Regions from separate parts of the Mus musculus genome. Here regions 1 and 3 are each linked to region 2. Evidence: chromatin contacts called from public HiChIP or PLAC-seq data. All regions are on one chromosome and are shown on one strand. The core of a region is the stretch at or near the end of the contact, and the rest is flanking DNA. Distances in the headings are between cores, read along the strand shown. Region 1 has its middle 14 kb from the start of Gm32389. Region 2 overlaps Gm32098 (a long non-coding RNA gene). Region 3 has its middle 11 kb from the start of Gm31727.

The links. HiChIP or PLAC-seq counts read pairs in DNA pulled down with a chosen protein or histone mark.
Region 1: a contact with region 2 is called in an H3K4me3 HiChIP or PLAC-seq map of embryonic basal ganglia, with 5 times the contacts expected there. The contact joins two enhancer-like sites. A contact is called at or near these places in 17 of 39 promoter capture datasets (the 3T3-L1 cell line, 3T3-L1-derived adipocytes, HPC-7-derived erythroid cells and 10 more), 1 of 15 datasets of contacts at CTCF or cohesin (embryonic stem cells), 95 of 484 Hi-C or Micro-C datasets (the 3T3-L1 cell line, 3T3-L1-derived adipocytes, the AML12 cell line and 53 more), 20 of 115 datasets of contacts at active chromatin or transcription factors (PVALB interneurons, astrocytes, a beta-TC-6 cell line and 14 more) and 2 of 9 other capture datasets (embryonic stem cells and embryonic tail).
Region 3: an H3K4me3 HiChIP or PLAC-seq map of embryonic basal ganglia shows a contact between it and region 2, with 2.9 times the contacts expected there. The contact joins two enhancer-like sites. A contact is called at or near these places in 3 of 484 Hi-C or Micro-C datasets (the C2C12 cell line, rod photoreceptor and ventricular fibroblasts) and 2 of 115 datasets of contacts at active chromatin or transcription factors (differentiating embryonic stem cells and embryonic basal ganglia).

What each region holds. Positions count from the first base shown.
Region 1 is chr8:26,991,431-26,996,173 of GRCm38.p6, forward strand. No RefSeq gene overlaps it. Among named protein-coding and RNA genes, the nearest start is that of Gm32389, 14 kb to the right of the region's middle. Within about 2 kb of position 3,146, at least 36 of the 459 cell types and tissues checked have an H3K27ac peak or open chromatin away from gene starts, as enhancers often do. A contact at or near this core is called in embryonic basal ganglia, where this site is marked.
Region 2 is chr8:26,675,297-26,680,082 of GRCm38.p6, forward strand. The region is part of intron 2 of Gm32098 (a long non-coding RNA gene); the gene reads right to left. Among named protein-coding and RNA genes, the nearest start is that of Gm32098, 21 kb to the right of the region's middle. Within about 2 kb of position 2,360, at least 16 of the 459 cell types and tissues checked have an H3K27ac peak or open chromatin away from gene starts, as enhancers often do. A contact at or near this core is called in embryonic basal ganglia, where this site is marked.
Region 3 is chr8:26,253,758-26,258,789 of GRCm38.p6, forward strand. No RefSeq gene overlaps it. Among named protein-coding and RNA genes, the nearest start is that of Gm31727, 11 kb to the right of the region's middle. Within about 2 kb of position 1,549, at least 27 of the 459 cell types and tissues checked have an H3K27ac peak or open chromatin away from gene starts, as enhancers often do. A contact at or near this core is called in embryonic basal ganglia, where this site is marked.

The DNA of each region.
Region 1 (4,743 bases), core at 1,896-4,395, 320 kb after region 2:
TAAAACCTCTCTCAAAGTGCCCTCCCAGATCTCCCTGACCCTCCCCAGATCATCTCCCTTTCGGTCAACCTGAATTCCATTTGTCAGGAACATTTGCGAAAGTGTTTCACAGAGGCACTAACGGGACTATGGCTCAATCTCATCAAGCTACCATATCAGAACACATCACACCATGCTATCCAGTTAATCAGACCCATTGACTAACAGGGAAAACAACAAAGGGTCTTGAATGAATTGTCACATGCTCCAAAAATGACCCTGCTGCCTCTTCTCATAGGGCACTTGCCTCTAACAGCAAGGATAATATGAAGACATGATCCTTGAAGACATCCAGTGCACAGAGTGGATGTCTAGAGGGGAGTCAGTCAGGTGATGAACAGGCGCCATCCATCCGGCTGTCCTCAAGCCCATTGATTGTTCATAGAGAAAACTAGGTCAGTGAAGAGGATGAGGGTAAAGGTTATACCACGGATAAAGGAGAAGTTCATCTCAGCTCACCTCCACCCCCTCCCTCAGATCTCACCACACAGAGGCTCCCCACACCCTCTGAGCCCTGTTTCCCTGGACAAAGTTGATGCTGATATCATACGGGAGGCAAGAATTTGATAGTGTGGGTGTGTGATACCAGCGCCAAGAAGTTAGAACCAGAATGGCTGTGAGTTTGAGGCTAGCCTGGGCTACATAAGAAGTTCCATGACATTCCAAAGTGAGATACTGTCTCAAAAATAGAAGGGGAGGGAAGGGGAAAGAAAGGGAAGGAAAGTAAAGAAACACATACCCCACCCTCCCAGGGATGGAATACTCTGGCCACCAAAGGCCAACACTAAGGGCAAAGCAGAAGGCTCAGAGCCTCACAGAGATCAAGACCCACACCCTCCCCAGAGCTGAGGCCTCCACCTTACAAAGAGCCACAGATGTGAGCACTTTCAGTGGCCTATAAGTGAGCCTCCCTAACGAAAGGGCTAGGGACCTCTGATGTATTTGGTGACAACGATGGCCTCACAGTGCAATTTCTAGGCAGCTAAAGGTTGGCCCAAAGTGATAATGATTGGTGGTCACTGTCATCAGTGGTCACCAATGGGTACTGTCAATAGAATGGGCTCGGAGTTCAAATGAAATCGAGTGGGTCGCTGGGACCAGACTTGAGCCCTTCTCTCCTATAACATTAACTGGATGCTTACTGTGTGTGTATCAGACACTGGGCTGGCACTGGGCACAGGCATTTTCATCAACGGATGTCTACGGTTGCCTTCAGTAAGTCTTGACACACTTTGCCTAAAGTCACAATGAGATTCCTATCATGATTACAATGCCTGTGTATCCACCACCAGGACTGCGGCGTGCTGTTATGCAAGTGGAGCCTACATCAGTCAAGGTAGTGAGCAAGCGAGCAAGCAGGGCCTCATAGCTACGTATGAGAGCCAGCACGGGCTGCATCCACAAAGATGTCCCATGGGGAAGCAGCAAGGGGAGCCATGATTACCTCTAACCCTGCCCTCTGAAGACCAAGGTTGAAAAGGAGGCCTTAGGCCCCTGGTCACAGGTTCCCCTCCTGAAGTCTGACACCAAATGTAGACTTGTGTTATGCTGATCACCAGCTACAAAAGACTTCTGGAGCCCAGTGCCCAACACACCAAAGCCCAGTCTTCAGGAAGCAGAGACTTGAGAATTCCAAGTTCAAGGCCTGCCTGGACACCTTAGTATAAAACTCAAAAAAATTTTTTTTGTTTTTTTGTCTCATTCCTGGAGAACCTACAGTGTGTGTTAAATGTGTGTGTTAAATACTACTGGACATGCTCCATGCACCAAAGTGTCTATGATCCAGTGAGAAAAAAACAATATTAACTCACACAAATAGTACAAATGATAATGGCAAACAAAGAAGATTCCGCCCCCCAAAAGTGCAAGACCTTCAGAACACCCCTAGATATCCCCAGAAGAGAAAGAAGAGCGCTTGCTAACAAGACAGCCTGAGCAAGACCCAAACAGGACTGTGCAGGGATACTGGGGATACCCGGCCTAGATACTCCGATGGGCTAACTTGTATGAAGAGCAGAAAGCCACCTAAAGCCAGCCAGTTGATTTTGTTTCCGGGCCACCTGAAGAGGTGCAGCCACCCAGCAGGTGGACAAGAGAGGGCCAGAGGCTCAGTGCAGGGAAGTAGTCGGACCAGCTTGCTTCAGCAGAAGGGAAGGGAGCTCCTTGCTTTGGGTTTGGATTTGAAATGAGTACTGCACTTGCTCAACCAACTTTCAAAGTCCCAGCTGCCCACCCTGGACTCTCATCCTCACAGGGACCACCTCCCTGGCTATGTTAGAGCATCAGGGATGATTCTCAGACGCCCTTCCAGGGCCACACCCACAAGATGGGACTTTCACCCACATATCCGCCCCCCCCCCTTAGTCACCTGCTTCCCACTTCAGACTCAGTTTCTCCCTTCCCTACTATTGGGGAGTCCTTAGCATATTCCTTTGTACCCTTGGACCTCGCTGTAACTGTCCCCCTTGTGCCCCTCCCCCTGAGCCATTCCTCCCCGGAGACATACTCACATGCATGCTCCCTCGCCTCCCCCCCCCAACCCTTCCCCTCCATTTGTTTCAATGAACAGCCCCTTTTATCTATTCTGTAGGTACAAATGAAGCTGTCAAATTTGATCAGGCGCTTGATATGACAGGCTGTGGGAGTCAGGACCCCTTGAACAGAGTGGGCCTTGTCTGTCACAGCCTGCCTGACACTTCCCATAATGCCCAGACTGATGAGATTCTGAGTAGGGCCCAGCACATTTTCAACTCTATTTTGGGTGAAAACCCTTCTTGAAAGCTCTTGAAAGGAGCTGGCAGTTCCGCCGCCCGGATGATTAATGAGGGCTGGCTTCACTGGACGGATTTCTCCTGGTGCCAACAGCCGTCCTCCCAACAGGCCAGAACATGTTGCCTCGGACTCCCCCAGTGTTTTCCCCGCAGACATTTACCCCCAAAAGTCCCTTCCCATCAGCCCTTAGAACGCTTCCTCCAACTCTCAATCCTTCCACCAGCCACGGTCTCTGCCGCGCTCCTCACGTTCTACCTGGAGCCGCCCCCACACATGGAAGAAGTTAGCCTCCCAGCTGAGGGGCCAACTGGAGGGAGCAGGGGCCTCTTGGAGGAGTGGGGGTGGCTGAGGGACAGCTGGGCTGAGACTGTGGAGGACTTGTGACCCATACACTCCTTGTGTGTATTCTGTGCCCCACATGGGTAGCATGAGCCTTTCTGCTTTCTCCTCAAGGATCTCAGGGGACAAAAGGCCCCAAAAGATAAAACGCTGAGTTCTTTGTTTGTTTTTGTCATCTGTGGGTGCTTCTCAGTTGGGACAACTACTGCCACACAAGTCAGGAAGGCCCCTGTGGAGGGTAGAAGGTTTAGTATCTTGGTCTCAAGACTCCTCTATCCACAAGTCCATGGGGATTATTAAAAGTGCTTCTCAAGACTTCTAATGCCCCCAGGGGCACCGCCAGCTAAGCCAGGGACCACCACACGGCAGAAAGCTCTTCTGTCCCAGGTTCCTAAAGAGCCAGGCTCAGTGTGAGCTTCCATGAACACATGAATCCTTCAAACCGTGCCCTCCCCACCCATCCCTGCCAACTGCAAGGTTCTCTCTCTCTCCTCTCGCGCTCTCTCTCTCTCTCTCTCTCTCTCTCTCTCTCTCTCTCTCCTCCCTCCTTCCCTTCCTTCTTCCTTTGCCAGTCCCTCCAACCCAATCCTGCTAGATGTTCTTTAGGGACTTTCAAACTCAGAACCCTTCAGAAACAAACAGGCTACAGGTAGCTGGGATTAGAAATTTGTCTTGCCCTTTCTTGCTAACCTCTTTGTTTTGGTTGGTCGGTTGGTTGGTTGGTTGGGTTTGGGTTTGGGTTTAGGTTTTGTTTGTTTGTTTGTTTGTTCTTTTGTTTTTGACATGATCCCCCTATATAAGCCAAGGTTACTTCAAACTTGCAATCCCACCCCCACCCCACCCCCGTTTCCCAAGTGCCAGGAATACAGGTCTGTGTCACCACTCACACATGGCTTCTTGTCCCTCTGAGACAGACCCTAGCTGTGTTGTTCAGAGGCCAGCCTCATGACTAACTGAGTTAACCAATAAAATTCATTCTGTCTCTCTTTCTCTCTCTTTTTTTAAAGCACTCATAGATGTCCCTTTCAAACTAGGTTTGAGGTCCAGGGAAGAAACCGTGTCTCTATAACCGGAGGGTCCCCCCTCACCCCCACTTCCCTTCCTCTGAGAAGAGATAAAGGAACTCCAGAATACTCCCAGGCCACGGGGTAACTGCCTAGCCAGCTTTGAGGTTACCCCCGGTCCACACTCGAACCTGAGACCATCAGCACCATCTACTATTTACAAAGCCCTTTTTCACTGCCAAGCAGTGGATTGGCTCTGGGGAGACGTCAGTCAAAGCATGCAGCTGAATAAGCCTGTAGATCCCCTTCATGCAGCTGACAGGTAAGGAGACGACACCCACGCGAGTCAACGTACAGGCGTGAATTGTCGGGCAGTGGTAAGCAAGAGGTGTGGTGTTGTGTTGGGTAGGGCATACGGGGGGGTTGCTGAGGAATCCTTTAGATCCAAGGTCCGAGAAGGCCTCACTGGAACATGATCCTGAAACTTAAGATCCAGTGGCTAAGTGGGCTTATCCAGGTACAAAATGTGTTGGGCTGGAGAAAGGCATGAGTGACTGTCAGCTAACTTCCTTTTGTCTCCAGGGTGCTG
Region 2 (4,786 bases), core at 1,110-3,609:
TCTGCTTTGCTATGCTGGGGACCTGAGAGAGGCTTGGAACTAGGCAAGCCCACATCAGAGCCTGAAGATACACACATGTTCAACCAGAACCCAGAAATATATTCAGTGCCATCTTATAAAATAAAGGGAGTTTAAAGGATTCAAGAGGAAGAATTGACTTGGCATTTAGCAGATCTCCTTTCTAAACGCGGTGCTACTACTCACCAGCTATGTGAACTTAGGCTTCTTCTATTTCCCATCTCTGTGCTCTAAAATCCTTGTCATCAAAGGGACAATTACAGCAAGCAGCATGTGTCAGACAAGGACCAAAGAAGACCCCAACCAACAGACTTCCTCTCTCTCCTGTAGCTTGAGGTACTGGCTAACCACAGTTGATACATATAAACTGTCTCTGGGCTTTGGTGGGAAGCAAGGAAGGACTGATGGTCCTAAGGAACTGATGACTTCCCCATGAGCTCCCACCCTGCCTGTGCTGCAGCTACAGGTCTCCTAGCACTCGTACCCACAGACTGGCTTTGGAGAATGGAACCACATTCCACAAGCTTGTGACTAAAAGTGAGTCTTGCTCAGTGTCATTGCCTAAGCAAGGGAGCAGAGAGCACTCCCCTTGTTTTGCATGTTTGCATCTCTTGGGTGTGGCTGAGGAGGCTCCACACAGAGGCAAGTCCTCTGACTGTCAGTTATCCCCCTTTAGCTTGTTCCCTCCAGGATCTCTGATGCCCTTACCTCTGAGATCAGGAGAAGGCTGGGAAAGTGGTTCCAGGTGAACTGCAACGCCACTTGGGAAGGATCCACCCCATTGGTCCTCCAGACCATGTGCCTGATCAGAGTCCCATGGCCTTCCTCACCCAGCTTAGGTTGGTCTTAAACCTCAGTTCTGGTTTCCAGTTTGTTCTCGTGCCTCCAACAAGACCTGGAACAGGTCTAGCCTCACACAACAAAATAAAAACAAACCCCATAATGCCCTTCACCTACCATGCTCCTTAAGGGACACTGAAACATTGAGGTCTCTGACATTTGTTCTCAGGTGCCTGAGCCCGTTTTGTCTCCTCCTGCTCAGTCCATCAGACCCTCAGGGCCTCAGCAGACAGAAGTGAGTAGTCCCGGAAAGCACTGGTCACAATTAATGTCTTGTCTATATAGCTACTGGACTATAAGCTGCTGAAGGGTATGGATAAAGTACTGGACTTTGTTCCTTCCTCGGTGTCCCTGATAGTACTGTCTAACCTGTGCTTGGTGATGTTCGTTGTTTTGGGGTGGAGCTGAATTCAGACTGACATGAAGGGTTATTAGGTCAGGCTATGCTTCATCACAGAAGTCCTGGGGACCCAGTACAGGGGGAGAAAAAGTGATTATGAATCCGTGCTCAGAAGACTAAACAGGAATCCCCTTCCCTCGATGCTTAAATGTCTTGCAGGCATGTCTAACCTTTAGACATTGTTAGCTACAAAGTCCATGCTCGAAACCACTAAAAAAACTGAATCACCAAAACAAAACAAAACATTGCAGAACAAAATCTCAAAGCATCTTAAGTAAGTTTGTGATTTTGTGTGGGACTTTATCCATAGCTGTCCTGGGGTCCACGAAGCCCATGGGTCACATGTTGAGCATGCCTCTAAGAAAGGGACAATAACTTCTCAGAGCCTTATAGGAGAATGTAGGGAACCAAGGGACCGGGAAGAGCTTAGCAAACCATTCCCAAGGAGCCTAGCACTGACTGCAAGACTCAACTTCAAACGCATGAAGCACTTAAGAAACACAGGTGAGTTGAAACGATGATCTGAAAATAAGTAAGTGAATGAAACAGGTGGTGGCGTCACCCTGGACATTACTGACATTTTCTCCCAAGAGCTGAAGCTGACTGCACCCTCACAGTCTGACCCCCGGGCTTTTTCCACAGAGCCACTTGCCACAGGTGAACGATCCCCGATCAATCTGCTCTCCTCCCAACCTTGACCTAAACCTCCCTCTCTGCCCAAGTCTGTCTGTCTCAAGGTAGTTGGTCCTTTGTGAAGTCCGAACTTCAGTTGATTGTCTGGGCTCATCACATTCTGCCTGTCATTACAAGGTCAAGAAATGTAGCCACTAAGACACACAACTCTTCAAGGCCTTCTGGGTTCCGCAGCCCAAGCCCTGTCTTGGGGAAGCTGTCTTCCGCCTGTTTTTTTTTCCTTGTGCGCCCCTTTTTCTTTCTCCCCGCCCCTTCCCCCCTTTCACCAAACAGATGTAACTATTTATTCCTTATGTCCTAGTTTTCCTGTAATTTCATAAAGTGCAAATTTGCTGTCCTGCTCCCAAATGCCGAGTCGGTGGTTTGTCACAACAGTCATCAGTAACTGTCGCTTTCTGCCGCGGGCTTAATTAACCCACTCTCTCATTAGCATGTCCGTGCGCTTGTAAGGAATGAAAGCCTGATTATTTTCTACAACAGTCGCAGCCAATTACTGCATCCAAATGGAACCACATTAATCAAATCTTTAGTACGGTGGCAAATTCAGAGATATCAGATTGCAAAAGACTGCAAAACTAATATGTCACTGTCAGCGGGGCTGCGCAGGCATTTAGCAAACTGCATTAAATAGATGGCTTCGCTGAAGCCGCATGAATTTAATATGTGATGGGATCTGGAAGCTATTAGTGTGACATGGCAAAGTAGTGGGAGCTTTGGCAGCTCTGGACTTTATCCATGAACTCGGGAAACTAATATGAAAACTTGTGTGTGTGTATGTGTGTGTGTGTGTGTGTGTGTGTGTGTGTGCGCACATGCTCATAGTCCCAAGCTTCAGTGGGTGCACGCATGCGCTTCCTGGAGAGTGTTCAGCAAATAAGAACGAGATTTCATGGACGGTGGACTAGCAACCATTGTTTTATTTGCTCACACTGGGATCAAAACAGAAGTCTACACACAGAAGAGATGGCAGCAAGCATAGCCCTGATGAAGTGTTTTGAAATTCGTATGCAAAGTAGTCTCAGAGTCCCATGTTCATAGTTTTCTGTATCCCAGGTCTGGAAGACAGAGTTGGATGTGTGTGGGATCATGGGGCCTAGTGACTGGGGTCTGCCACTGACCATACTTGATTGTATCAAACTGAAGAAAGGTGATTTATGGATAGTCCCACTCTGACGATGCCCAGTGTGTTACTACTCAAGTCCCTTATGAACACGGCATAGTATCGAACACATTCCTCTGTAAACCATCTCTCCCTTAATTATAGTACCCCATGTGTAAATACTATGTAAGTAGTTTTTTATGCTGAACAACTTAGAGAATGATAGCAAGGTGAAAAGTCTAGCCACACCCCACACAGGCACAACCATCAAAGGTCTAGCGATATGTTTGATCCAAGATTTGTCAAATCCTTGAACGGCTGAAGCCATCTGTGTATGGTGCATAGGTGTCAATGGGCATAGTGGTTTTCTCAGGAAGCAAAACTTTTTCAAGTGCCTGCATCTCTACTACATGTCATCTTTCTCCCCACTAGACTTTCCAGTGATTGAGCTAAGGGAAGCATTCACCCACCAGCACACTGACACCGAAGACTGTGGAGTCCGTCAAACTATGATGTCCTCCTATAAAGGATGAGACCTGCCAAAAAACAAAACAAACAAACAAACAAAAAAGCAGAAATAGCTCCTAGACAGTAAAACCAGGATAGAAGGACAAGGCCGGCTTTCTAGATGGTCCTACAAGAAACACAATAGACTGGGGCCCTGTTTGTAACTGATAAGAAAAGTGACTCTCCTAGGATATACTTGTTTATTCAATAAGTATTCTTGATCATTGGTGAGCTCCACTCACTGGAAGAGCTGAGTCCCCTCCCTGGACTTGGACAGTCACAGCACTAAGCACAAAGGAGTTATGAACCTGTTTGCTGCCAGGGGTCCCACTACACAGATAAGGCAAAGCAAGTCTCTACTGTGCGGTAAGTTAAGGCCATCAGACATTGTCCATCTTCCTGGCACACTGGGTCTCCTGGTGATGGTTCCACTTAGGATTCTTTTGCTTTTGCATGATGTGAAAGTGATAACATTAAGTGGAAGGTGTATTCTGTTTTTTTGGGTATTTTTCCAAGCTACAGTGTTCAGTGAGATCCACGCTGGGTGGCTGCATATAGTGTAGCTCAGGGCAACCCTGTGATCATGGGGAACATTATGTATACTCTATACTCTACTGTACGGCTGCTCAGCTGGAATGGTTGGCAACTTAGGAGTTTCCAACCCATTTTTAATGTCTGATATTTCAATGGACATAGGGACCAACGTAAGTCAGAAATTGACTTTGTTCAAAGATAGATAAAATGTGGTATAAAAGGTGAGTGCCCATTATCTTAAAACTATTTGGAGAGGTTGGTAGTTGTTGCTTTTAAGTTCAAGAAGAAAGTATGGAGTTATAAAAGTATGTATATACCTGTTTGTGTACATGTGTGTATGTATGTATACATGTATGTGTATACATGTGTGCATGTGTGTGTGTGTGTTGCCCCTTTGCTCCCCATCACATGGGAACATGAGATTTCTAGGCAGAGATTTTGATCGAAGTGCTGGTCACCAATGAGTGGTTGCCAAAAAAGGCACTACTCACTTTTGCTAGACCTGCCTTGGTATAGCTCTAAATCTCCAAAGACTGTGAAGGTGACTTTAAGAGGTCAGACAAGGGCACAGGACAGATAGACAGAAAAACAGTTGACCTTAACAGCCTTTCTCCTGGCTCCCCTCCGCTAGAGAGTTCTGCCTCTGGGTCTCAGTGATGTGGGATTCCTGCAGAGAGGGAAAGCAGAGGAGGGAG
Region 3 (5,032 bases), core at 299-2,798, 420 kb before region 2:
TATTATTTATGAAAAGGTTAGCAGAACAGAACTTCCCTGGCGCATGTTTTTCTCTAGGCCCAGAGGAACAGCATAATTAGGTATTTACTAAGGGACCCCTGGTAGTAGATTTAACAATAGACTAGTATTGCACCTGGATGTATTAGCTGACTTTAGATAGGGCTGATCTTATCCCAGTTGTAAACACTGCCTGCTTCCTGTTAGCTTTTATGTATGCATTTTCTCTGTTTTGTGTAAAGAGCCATTATGAATCTCTGATGTATCACCTAGCTTCCTTGTTTTTCTTCTGTATTATAAGTCTGATGCTTGTTTTAAGAAATTACATTCATATCAACACTTCCTTGTGTTCGAGTCTGTTTGTCATTTGCCGCCGCTGACTCCTTGCTCACCTGAGTACCCGAACCCTGATCCTCCCGCGGGTTGAGGGACCAACCGAGTCCAGTCCTTGGCAGAAACTGTAAGACAGTGAATGATGTTTGAAAGAAAAGCATCAAACACAGAAGAAGGTGGGGCTTATATTAGCCCCCAGACTGCAAGGCTAGAGGGTTTTCAAGGGCTTTTGGTTGTGTAGTAACTTGGCAGAACATCTAATAAGGGTGGAAGTCAGTGTATAAGGCATAGACATGTCAAATTCTAGAAAGTGGGTCAAGACACAGTCAAACTTAAGTTTTACAGAAAACAGGAATGAACTTGTAATGAGTCTTAAGATGGAGTCAGGCTGGTCCATCATATAACCTTCTCCAATGTTCTGGGACTATCACAGAAGAGAGAGAGAGTAGAAAGAATGTAAGAGTTGGAAGAAGCACTTTGAAATACTGTGGTCTGGATAGGACCCATCTGTTGTAGTCATGGACCCATCGTCATGGGCGGGGGTGGGGGTAGGGGTGGGTGGGGAGAGCTCATGATGCCACATCTCTCTCTGACGAGCTGCTGGCAGTTGCTGGGCTCCTTTGACCGGTTCCCAGAAGTGACTCATTTTCTTATATAATGTAATCACTAATAAGTTGCTCAAATTACCATAAATAGTGCCCTAGCCATGTTCATGCAAGAACCCATAATTAAACTAGTGGATCTTCCCTAAAATAAGTGAATACATCAAGGGGGAACTAGTTGAAAAAAAAAGAAGGGGTTCAATAGGACAGGAATAAAGACTAGAGAGAGCAAGAGGGGTGAATCTGACCCAAGTACACCTTATATGTGTAAAATAGCATTGTTAAAAATCTCTTCCATTGTAAACATGTATGAAAATGCTAAAAATACTGATAAAAATGGCCTAATTATAAACTCAAGGTGCTTACCATCAGTCTGTAAAGGAGTTTAGAGAAGTGGGTGCCTGCTTTCCTAGGAGAGCAGCAATCTCTGCTCGGATCTTAAGGATTGTTTCTTTCAGGCAATAGAGACAAAAGACCTGAAAGGTTACTTTTCTTCAGCTTCCGATTTGCATGCCTAAGGAGTACTGGCGAGAGAAGGAACCCAAGGGCTCCTGGGCTAAGGGAGGGAGGGTAGGAGGGAAGAAAGGCCTTCATGCTAATTAGGTTTGAAAGACAGCAGGATTGGTCCAGCCACAGCGTGCTGAGAAGACAGGAACCCTAGCAGCTGATGCTTAGTTCAGACTAAACTCACTGGAAGTCCCCCGGGGAAAGTCACAGGGTAAACCTGATAGTCCCTGTCATTTACAATCATTATCAGGCAGGCTGCTTCTGTAATTTTACTGGGGAGCCAATTAACAGCTCAGGAAACTTGAGGGGGGTGATTCCCCAGCCCTCTGCTTGTTTTGAAAAGAGAAAATAAGGGCGCTTTCAAGTGCCATCTGCAGTTGCTGTCTCTTCTAAAGACACAATGCCTTCATATAAGGTGGTCACTCCTCCCGTCAGACAATTGGTTGAAGTCAATTCCTCTGTCTTAATTTACTCTTCTCTCCAGCAACCTAAATTAGCTTCCAGATAGTCCAGTCAGCCTTGGTTCATTCTTTTCTAAGCCCTGGCAATGGTAACCCATCTTTTTACCCTAGCTTGTCTTCAAGAAAATGCCTTTGCTGCATGCCACTTTGTAAACGAGTTGGGAAAGGCCAGTTAATAAACGAAGGAGACAGACAAGGAAGACCATCCATATTGATCTCTCAGCTCCGCGGTTCCCTGCCGACATCCTCGCCCTTGCCTTCCTAGTGACGTTTAAAAAAAAAGTGACGTTAAAAAAAAAAGTTTATAAAAATTTATTTTATGTGTTTGGGTGTTTTAACCTGAGTGTATGTCTTAAGTCTGTGCACAACTTGCAGTCATGTGAGTTTATTTCTAGTGATATTTTATCAGCACCTAAGTAGGTGGTTTTTGTCAGCAAGTCCCAGACATCATGCTTTCTCCAACAATGCTTAGATTACAGGTTGGGCAGCTATGTCTGATTATACATATACATACATATACATATATAGACATATACATGAGGCCCAATAAATCACTAGTTATAAAAATATGAAAAAAAGCAAAGAGATGCAATAATGAAATTATTGAAAAATCAGTGACCCAGAGAGAGCTTAAAAGCATGCAGTGGGGGGGTTATATATTATAGCATATATGATATATGCATATATATATATACATATACAATCTGATATGTATATCAGATTATATAGATATGAGATTATATATAATCAGCTATATATCAGATTATTATATATGATATATATCATGATATACATATTCACATGATAATGTATATTAGATTATATAGATATGAGATTATATATATCAGCTATATATCAGATTATATATAATATGACATGTATATCAGATTATATAGATATGAGATTATATATATGATCAGCTATATATCAGATTATATATATAATATGATATGTATATCATGATATACATATCCACATGATATATAGATCAGATTATATAGATATGAGATTATATATAATCAGCTATATATCAGATGATTTATATACATACACATACAGCCACACACACATACACACACACACACACACACACATATGCACACGCATAGATATATGTGTGTGTACATATATATGTAAAATACCCAGACACATATAAAATAAAAATAGTTACAAAATTAAAAAAAACATACACACAGTAATTCTTGTATACTTCATGATTTTTGATGTGATGATAATTAGTATATTTACATTTTCAATTGTTCATTGTCTTCTGCTAGCTGATACCAGTGATTTGTATATATTAACCTTAGGAACTTCCAAATTCACCTATTTTAATATTTTTCAGATTTCCTGGAGGTTTTTACATAGGCATTTATATAATTCTTTTCTTTTTCTTTTTCTTTTCTTTTTTTTTTTTTTTTTTTTTAAATGAGTACAGTGTAGTTGTTTTCAGTCACACCAGAAGAGGGCATCAGATCCCATTACAGATGGTTATGAGCCACAAGTGGGTGCTGGGGATTGAACTCAGGTCCTCTGTAAGAGCAGTCAGTGCTCTTAACCACTGAGCCATGCAGCCAGCCCCTTTATGTCACTCTTGAATAAAAGCTTTCGACATCTTCACTTCCTGTTATGCCCGTTTTCTCCTTAAGGGAATGGCTGGAACCTTCATTACAGCTTGGAAAGTTAACAGGGCTGTCTGGTTTCGTTATAGTCCTCTGAAGATTTGGCTTATTGAGTGTCTTCTGAGTGTCTGATGGGGTGGGGGCTGTTGTAATTGTTGAGTTCAGTTTGCATCTGTGGGGTTCCCCCCTCTGGCTACCTTCATTAAAAAAATAACAGCAACTGATTATCAGCAATTTTACGTGTGTGTGTGTGTGTGTGTGTGTGTGTGTGTGTGTGTGTGTGAGAGAGAGAGAGAGAGAGAGAGAGAGAGAGAGAGAGAGAGAGAGAGAGTACTCTGTATCATTCTCTGGAATCTTGGATGTTGTCACTCATTAAATTTTAAACTTTGTATCCATTGCTTTGTCAAAATTCTTTCTGTCCCGCTTCCTCACTGTCTTCTGTCTCCCATCCAATCGAGAGTACTGGAAATCAGTCATCTGAGATGTTCAAGCTCCTTATATACAACAGCACTTGTGTATCATCTACTCACATCCTCTGTCCATTTCAAATCATCTCTAGATTGCTTACATCCCCTAGAACGGTAAGTCTGAGTGCTCACTATCGGTGCCATTTGGCTTTTCTTCCTGTGGTCAGTTCAGTCTCTGGGTGTAGAACAGATGTGGACAGCCAGCTGTTTTTGTAAGCTGTCAGCCAGCATTGCCCTACAAGTGCATGGTAGCCTGTGTCGGATCTATTCCTAAGGCCAGAGCTTAGGTGCTTACTGTTGGTTCAGAGCGAAGTTACCATTATAAGACAAGACCGAGAGAGGGGACCGCAGGGATATGCTAGCATTTTCCCTACTTCTCAGATGAGATATTTGAGAATATATCACTTGGCTGAGATTATTTTGAGAAGCATTTTCAAATGAAAACGTTAACTAGTTGATGGCTTAATTCCTAGTTGATCTTTCTATCTCCTAGCTCCATAGAAGCACTCGTTGCTCATGTCATTCGAGGGTGAGGAAGAGTTTCCTCACCTTCACTAACCTCTCAGTAGACTTTTACCTACGTGATCATCGCGCTTGGAAAACGCATTCCTCCCTTTCTTACTGCGAAGTTTGTGTTATCCGTTGTGGCCACTCAGAACTCTCAGGCGTATTAGACACATTCTGCTATCCAGATTCTTGGTTTCTCAGCATTACAGGGCTGAGTTAACAGCTTACTCAGGGCTGAGTAAAAGTGTGAGCCCTCCACACTTACTGTTCCTCCTCAGCAATTTCATCCGAGGTTACACATTTGAATACGTTCGAGAGGTAGATGGCTCCAAAATTCATCTCTACACCGAGATCCACGCATCCAAAGACTTTACCGCTGTGACCGCTGAAATGTCACGTGACCGAGACAGACCAATGGAGTCCACATTCCTTCGCCCCAGCCCTCCCCCATCTCAGTTCATGCTCTTCTCCTTCTGTACTCAGTTGTACCTGATCAACAGAAAGTTCCTTCCCTGAGCTCAAATCCAGCCTGAGCT